2 separate regions of the Mus musculus genome follow, and region 1 is linked to region 2. Evidence: chromatin contacts called from public HiChIP or PLAC-seq data. All regions are on one chromosome and are shown on one strand. The core of a region is the stretch at or near the end of the contact, and the rest is flanking DNA. Distances in the headings are between cores, read along the strand shown. Region 1 overlaps Dcaf5 (DDB1 and CUL4 associated factor 5). Region 2 overlaps Rad51b (RAD51 paralog B).

Region 1 (2,700 bases), core at 38-2,537, 1.0 Mb before region 2:
AACAGCCAAGGCTACACAGAGAAACCTTGTCTCAGGGGGCTTGGGGAGGCGGTGGGAAGAAAGCCTTTTCTCTTGGCAAAATAGATCATTCCTTATTCTCACTATAAATGGCCAGCTGCATAAACTCCTGCTGAGATGTATCCATCCATTCTTCTGGAAGGAATCACATTTTGTTCTCTACGATGTACTCCTAACTACATCAGGTTCTTGTGCACTCTCCTTGGTTGAAAGATTAATCTTCTTACCCAGAAATGCAGGAAGAAGAAAAGTTACTGGAGCCACACTCCTGCACTCTAACCAAATTATAAATGCCAGGTCAAGGATCTTGGGTGGGGATAGAATAGACCCGTGGGCCAGTGATGGGCAGGCTCCTCTTCAGGCCTGACTGGAATGGACAGAGAGGATAACTATTAACTGATGAGAAGGGAGTTTAGCAGAGGCCCCTGCTTCCTGTCAGGGACTTGAGCTGATGTCAACCCTGCTGCTGTGCTGTGCTGTGCTGTGCTGTGCTGTGCTGTGCTGTGCTGTGCTGTACTGTGCTGCGCTGTGCTCTTGTGCTGTGCTGTGCTGTGCTCTTGTGCTGTGCTGCGCTGTGCTCTTGTGCTGTGCTGCGCTGTGCTCTTGTGCTGTGCTGCGCTGTGCTCTTGTGCTGTGCTGGGCTGGGCTGGGCTGGGCTGGGCTGCGCTGCGCTGCGCTGCGCTGTGCTGCTCTGTGCTCTTGTGCTGTGCTGTGCTGTGCTGCGCTGTGCTCTTGTGCTGTGCTGTGCTGCGCTGCGCTGTGCTGCGCTGCGCTGCGTTGTGCTGTGCTGTGCTCTTGTGCTGTGCTGTGCTGTGTGTGCTGTGCTCTTGTGCTGTGCTGGGCTGTGCTGTGCTGTGCTGCGCTGCGCTGGCTGTGCTCTTGTGCTGTGCTGTGCTGTGTGTGCTGTGCTGGGCTGTGCTGTGCTGCGCTGCGCTGTGCTGGCTGTGCTCTTGTTCTGTGCTGTGCTGTGCTGTGCTGTGCTGTGCTGTGCTTGGCTGTGCTCTTGTGCTGGGCTGTGCTGTTCTGGGCTGTTCTGGGCTGGGCTGTGCTGTTCTGGGCTGTGCTGGGCTGTGCTGGGCTCTGCTGGGCTCTGCTGGGCTCTGCTGGGCTGGCTGTGCTGGCCAAGTTTGTTTCTGTTGAGTCTTGTTCCACCCCTCACCCACCCTCAGTTCCACAGATTCTGGCTGAGTTGCAAGCTCCATGCTGACTGTAGATTGAAAGCCTTTCATTGTTTTTGAACTCAGTGTTTAGATAGCACCGCATGCCTGTGGTGGCCAGGGCTCCCTATAAAGGAAATGCCTGGGCTCCAGCTGCCCAGTCCTTTCATTCTCTGTGTATGAGTGAGTGAGTGTGGCTTGTATTCAAGACATTATAAGATCATTTATTTCTTTGCTGGGTTTATCATTTGGGGACTTGGGATTCTAGACTCCTCCTTGGTACTTGGAGTTCTGGGGATGGTTTTTGTCTTTGCTGTCTTCCATCCATTCCACCCAGGAGGATGGCACGATGTTTTATCCAAACCTTGTTTCTGCACACAGCCGCAGTACCACAGCATTCCTCCCTTGGTGAGAAGATTGCTTTGGGAGGGTAAAGTAGGCATGGCTGCGGCTGGTGTTGGCAGGTTGTGTTTATGACCATGCCAGGTTGGCAGCTGCTCCTGCATGAACGTTTTCAGGGCCATTCTTCCTGTAGGTCATCTTCAGGCAAGTCAGGACCTCATCAGCAAAAGAAGTCATTTAGAAGCATACTGTATGTCTTAGTTAGGCTTTTACTGCCATGAACAGACACCATGACCAAGGCCACTCTTATAAGGACAGTATTTAATTGGGGCTGGCTTACAGGTTCAGAGGTTCAGTCCACTATCATCAATGCGGGTGCATGGCAGCATCCAGGCAGGCATGGTGCAGGAGGAGCTGAGAGTTCTACATCTTCATCTGAAGACTGCTAGTGGGAGACTGGCTTCCAGGCAGCTAGGATGAGGATCTTAAACCCACAGTGACACATGACTCCCAACAAAGCCACACCTACTCCAACAGGGCTACACATTCTAATACTGCCATTCCCTGGGTAGAGCATATGCAAACATCACACTTCATGACTTTAAAAATGTTATAAACATTATGAAACTACAGAAAAAATAATGCAATAAGAACATATAACCGCTTAGTAAAGCTATACAAATGATACTCACATAGCCTGACTTCAGTGAATCAGAGATATAAAAGAGAACATGGTTGTGGCATGGGTAACCACCCCTCTGTGAGATAAGGCCCAGGTAATCAAGAATTCTGTTGAGGGACTGGGGAGACGGCTCAGTTATGAGCACTTGGAAGGGCTGGAGAGATGGCTCAGAGGTTAAGAGCTGTTGCAAACTTGGGCTTGAGATTCCCAGCATCTCTCTGGTGGCTGTCATTAACCCCAGTTCCAAGAGATCCAGTGCCCTCTTCTGGCCACCAGACTTATGCATGGTGCACAGACATATACATAGACATTCACATATACACATAAAACACACACTACACTATAGCATAATAAGTGAACCAGAATATACTGTATGTCTTAGTTAGGCTTTTACTGCCATGAACAGACACCATGACCAAAGCCACTCTTATAAGGACAGTATTTAATTGGGGCTGGCTTACAGGTTCAGAGGTTCAGTCCACTATCATCAATGCAGGTGCA
Region 2 (2,700 bases), core at 183-2,682:
TCCCATCATAGAACCAGAATGTGTTTATTTACTAACGGTTCATTTTTGATGGCTATTTTCTCACTGAAAGTTGCAAAATACATTATAAGAGTAAAGGAGGGCTGTCCCCAAGGAGAGGCACAAAAGGCAGCCAAAAGAAACAGCTCCCAGATGAGCAGTTCACCCAATCACTCAAACCTCCTCGGACTCTGCTGGGTCCCAAACTACAACACAACTGTGACCCTTCCTCTCCAATTATTCATTTCTTTAAAGTTGTATGAGAGACCACTATTAAACACACTTGAAAATTCTGTATGAATTATAACCAGTAGGTCCAATTACTTTATTAGATTTTTCTTCTCTTTAATACATTGAAAGAAGGGAAAAGCAAACAGCCCTTATATAGAAAGTAAAGATCCAAACAGCTTTCCACCCAAATGATGGACAACACATTGCCCTCTTTCATTCAAGGGCCAGTCCATTTGAAGCTTTACTCTGCCTTCCCAGCTTGCATCTGCATTACAGAATTCATGCAGATACTAAAGGAAACCAGGCTGAGGGACAAAGAAGCAACCCTATCCACTGTCCGTATGCAATCTCACTCAGAGCAGCAACATTCTATACGCTCTTCTCACCTGCCCTATTCTAGCAGACCCCTACCCAAAACCTGGCACTGGAGCAACCACATCACATTTACCCTGTTTTAAATGACAACCTCCTGTGTGAGATCATAAAAAGGATAAAGTCAGCAGACACGACGGACACCACCATCACCTCCATCGCCCTCAACCCTCACACACAGCCTGAGATGGTCTCGGGGTCACTGTAGTTCTGGATGCATGAACTGAGGGAGGAGCAGAAGATCAATGAGAGACCCTAAAAAGTCTCATAAGGTGCAGTGGATTAGCAGGCAGGGCAGCCGTGAGCAGAACTCAGTTTGCCTATCTTGCCCCATACAAAATCAAGTCAAAACACTCCCCTTAAAGAACCAAATTTGCCAAAGACGTTTAGACTTCATGTCTAGCAGCACACGGACTGCATGGGAGGGTGTCGGGTAATTTATAGTCCACCAATCTACTCAGGCCACCAGTGAACCACACAGCTGAAAAAGTTCACCACGTCCAAAGTCAAACTCTGCGGGGATCAGAAGGGTACTCCTGAGGGGCTGCACTCGGACCTCATTATAACTCCGTGTTATTTTAATACTATTCCTTGGATTTTGCCCCACACACAATTCCCAAGTCACAGAAAGACCATGAACAGTGTCCAGATGTATAAAATGCAAAAATACTTTCCTCCTACATGTGGACTCCAAGATAAACACCACAAGAAGCACGTGTGACTCAACTTGGAGCTCGTTCCAAATTAAATACTGCATCATGTGCACAGTGTATGGCTTAAAAAACAAAACCCCACGAATATCCTCCACGGTTCACAAGCCAGGCTTGGGCAAGCACATGACCACACTGGAAGATGGAAACATGAATTGGAGAGCCGGGGTAAAGGGTGAGAACAGCCTCAGTCGGGACCTTTCCCAGAAAACTGTTGCTATTTTCAGGGAACATTGGTATAACATGGGACACAGATGAAAGGGGAAATCATAGTTTTCTGTTTGGTTGGGGGTTTATCCCACATACACACACTGATGACCCTGAATTCTAAAACGGCAAAGAGTTTAAAAGCCCTAAGTAAGCAAGCACAAACATCATTAAATACAGATATGCATGCACTGACTGAGGTAATGAATACTTAAATGTCGGGGGCCAGACCAGCTAGAACGCTTTTGACCTGGACAATGGGTCTGAGTGGAGTAATGGAAACCTGGGGCAGACACGGGACACAGACCGTGGGAAAGGTCTCTACCTCACTGGTGTTGTGTTTCCCAGATGACAACTCTCTCTTTCTTAATCTATCTCTTTCCACTCCTCACACTTACGGTTTTATTAACATGTTTCCTTCATTTGACTGTAACTTGGCTTCAAGAAAGTTACAGTAAAAAAGTGAATGGCTGAATAAAGTGGGAATGTAAGAGATGATAGTTTGGCTAAGCCAGCATCTCCAGTGCTTTCTCCTGCAACTTAACATAAGCAAAAGTTCTAAAACGATTCAAGTTGGAATATATTTAACCAGCAAAACACCATGACTTTAAAAAATAAAAATAAAACATTTGATAAATGCAAAAGAATACACACACACACACACACACACACACACACACACTGTGTAGGTTACAAGGCATGGCTATGAAATGCGTGCCTATGAACCTGCCAACTACTCTTTTAATTAGCACTTTTTCTGTCTAGAAAGCTATTAATGTAACTCAGTGGCATGCCAGGACCCTAGAGATAATTCCCAGCAATAAGAAAGGAAGATGGGGGGTGGGTGGAATATCTCTAATCTGATAATTTGCTGTGGACTAAAATTTTACATCTCTCCCAAAATTCTCTGTTGAAACCCTAATCTACAGAGTGATGGTATCTGTCTATGAAGCTTTGACAGTGCCTGGCTAGATTAGGTCTTGAAGGTGTAAATAACCATGCTGGAGACAGACACACCAAAGCACAATCACCAAGAAGTGACCTTCACCAAGCAAACAACACTGTCAGACGCTGGTCTCACACATTCAGTGACTAGAACATGCTGACGTGAATGTTGCTGCTTTCTACACAGCTGCTGCACTCCAGTAGCCCCAGAAGACGAGACACAACGGGGGCAGTAGAA

Evidence for each region. HiChIP or PLAC-seq counts read pairs in DNA pulled down with a chosen protein or histone mark.
Region 1: a contact with region 2 is called in an H3K27ac HiChIP or PLAC-seq map of the NIH/3T3 cell line, with 9 times the contacts expected there. The contact joins two enhancer-like sites. A contact is called at or near these places in 12 of 39 promoter capture datasets (the 3T3-L1 cell line, 3T3-L1-derived adipocytes, the C10 cell line and 8 more), 31 of 484 Hi-C or Micro-C datasets (the Ba/F3 cell line, the C10 cell line, CD4 T cells and 23 more), 4 of 115 datasets of contacts at active chromatin or transcription factors (the NIH/3T3 cell line, astrocytes, bone marrow-derived dendritic cells and 1 more) and 1 of 9 other capture datasets (liver).

What each region holds. Positions count from the first base shown.
Region 1 is chr12:80,378,513-80,381,212 of GRCm38.p6, reverse strand. All of the region lies in intron 5 of Dcaf5 (DDB1 and CUL4 associated factor 5), which reads left to right. Among named protein-coding and RNA genes, the nearest start is that of Mir1843a, 12 kb to the left of the region's middle. Within about 2 kb of position 1,287, at least 137 of the 459 cell types and tissues checked have an H3K27ac peak or open chromatin away from gene starts, as enhancers often do. A contact at or near this core is called in the HL-1 cell line, the NIH/3T3 cell line, embryonic fibroblasts and 2 more, where this site is marked.
Region 2 is chr12:79,353,488-79,356,187 of GRCm38.p6, reverse strand. All of the region lies in intron 7 of Rad51b (RAD51 paralog B), which reads right to left. Among named protein-coding and RNA genes, the nearest start is that of Rad51b, 58 kb to the right of the region's middle. Within about 2 kb of position 1,432, at least 56 of the 459 cell types and tissues checked have an H3K27ac peak or open chromatin away from gene starts, as enhancers often do. A contact at or near this core is called in the HL-1 cell line, the NIH/3T3 cell line, embryonic fibroblasts and 2 more, where this site is marked.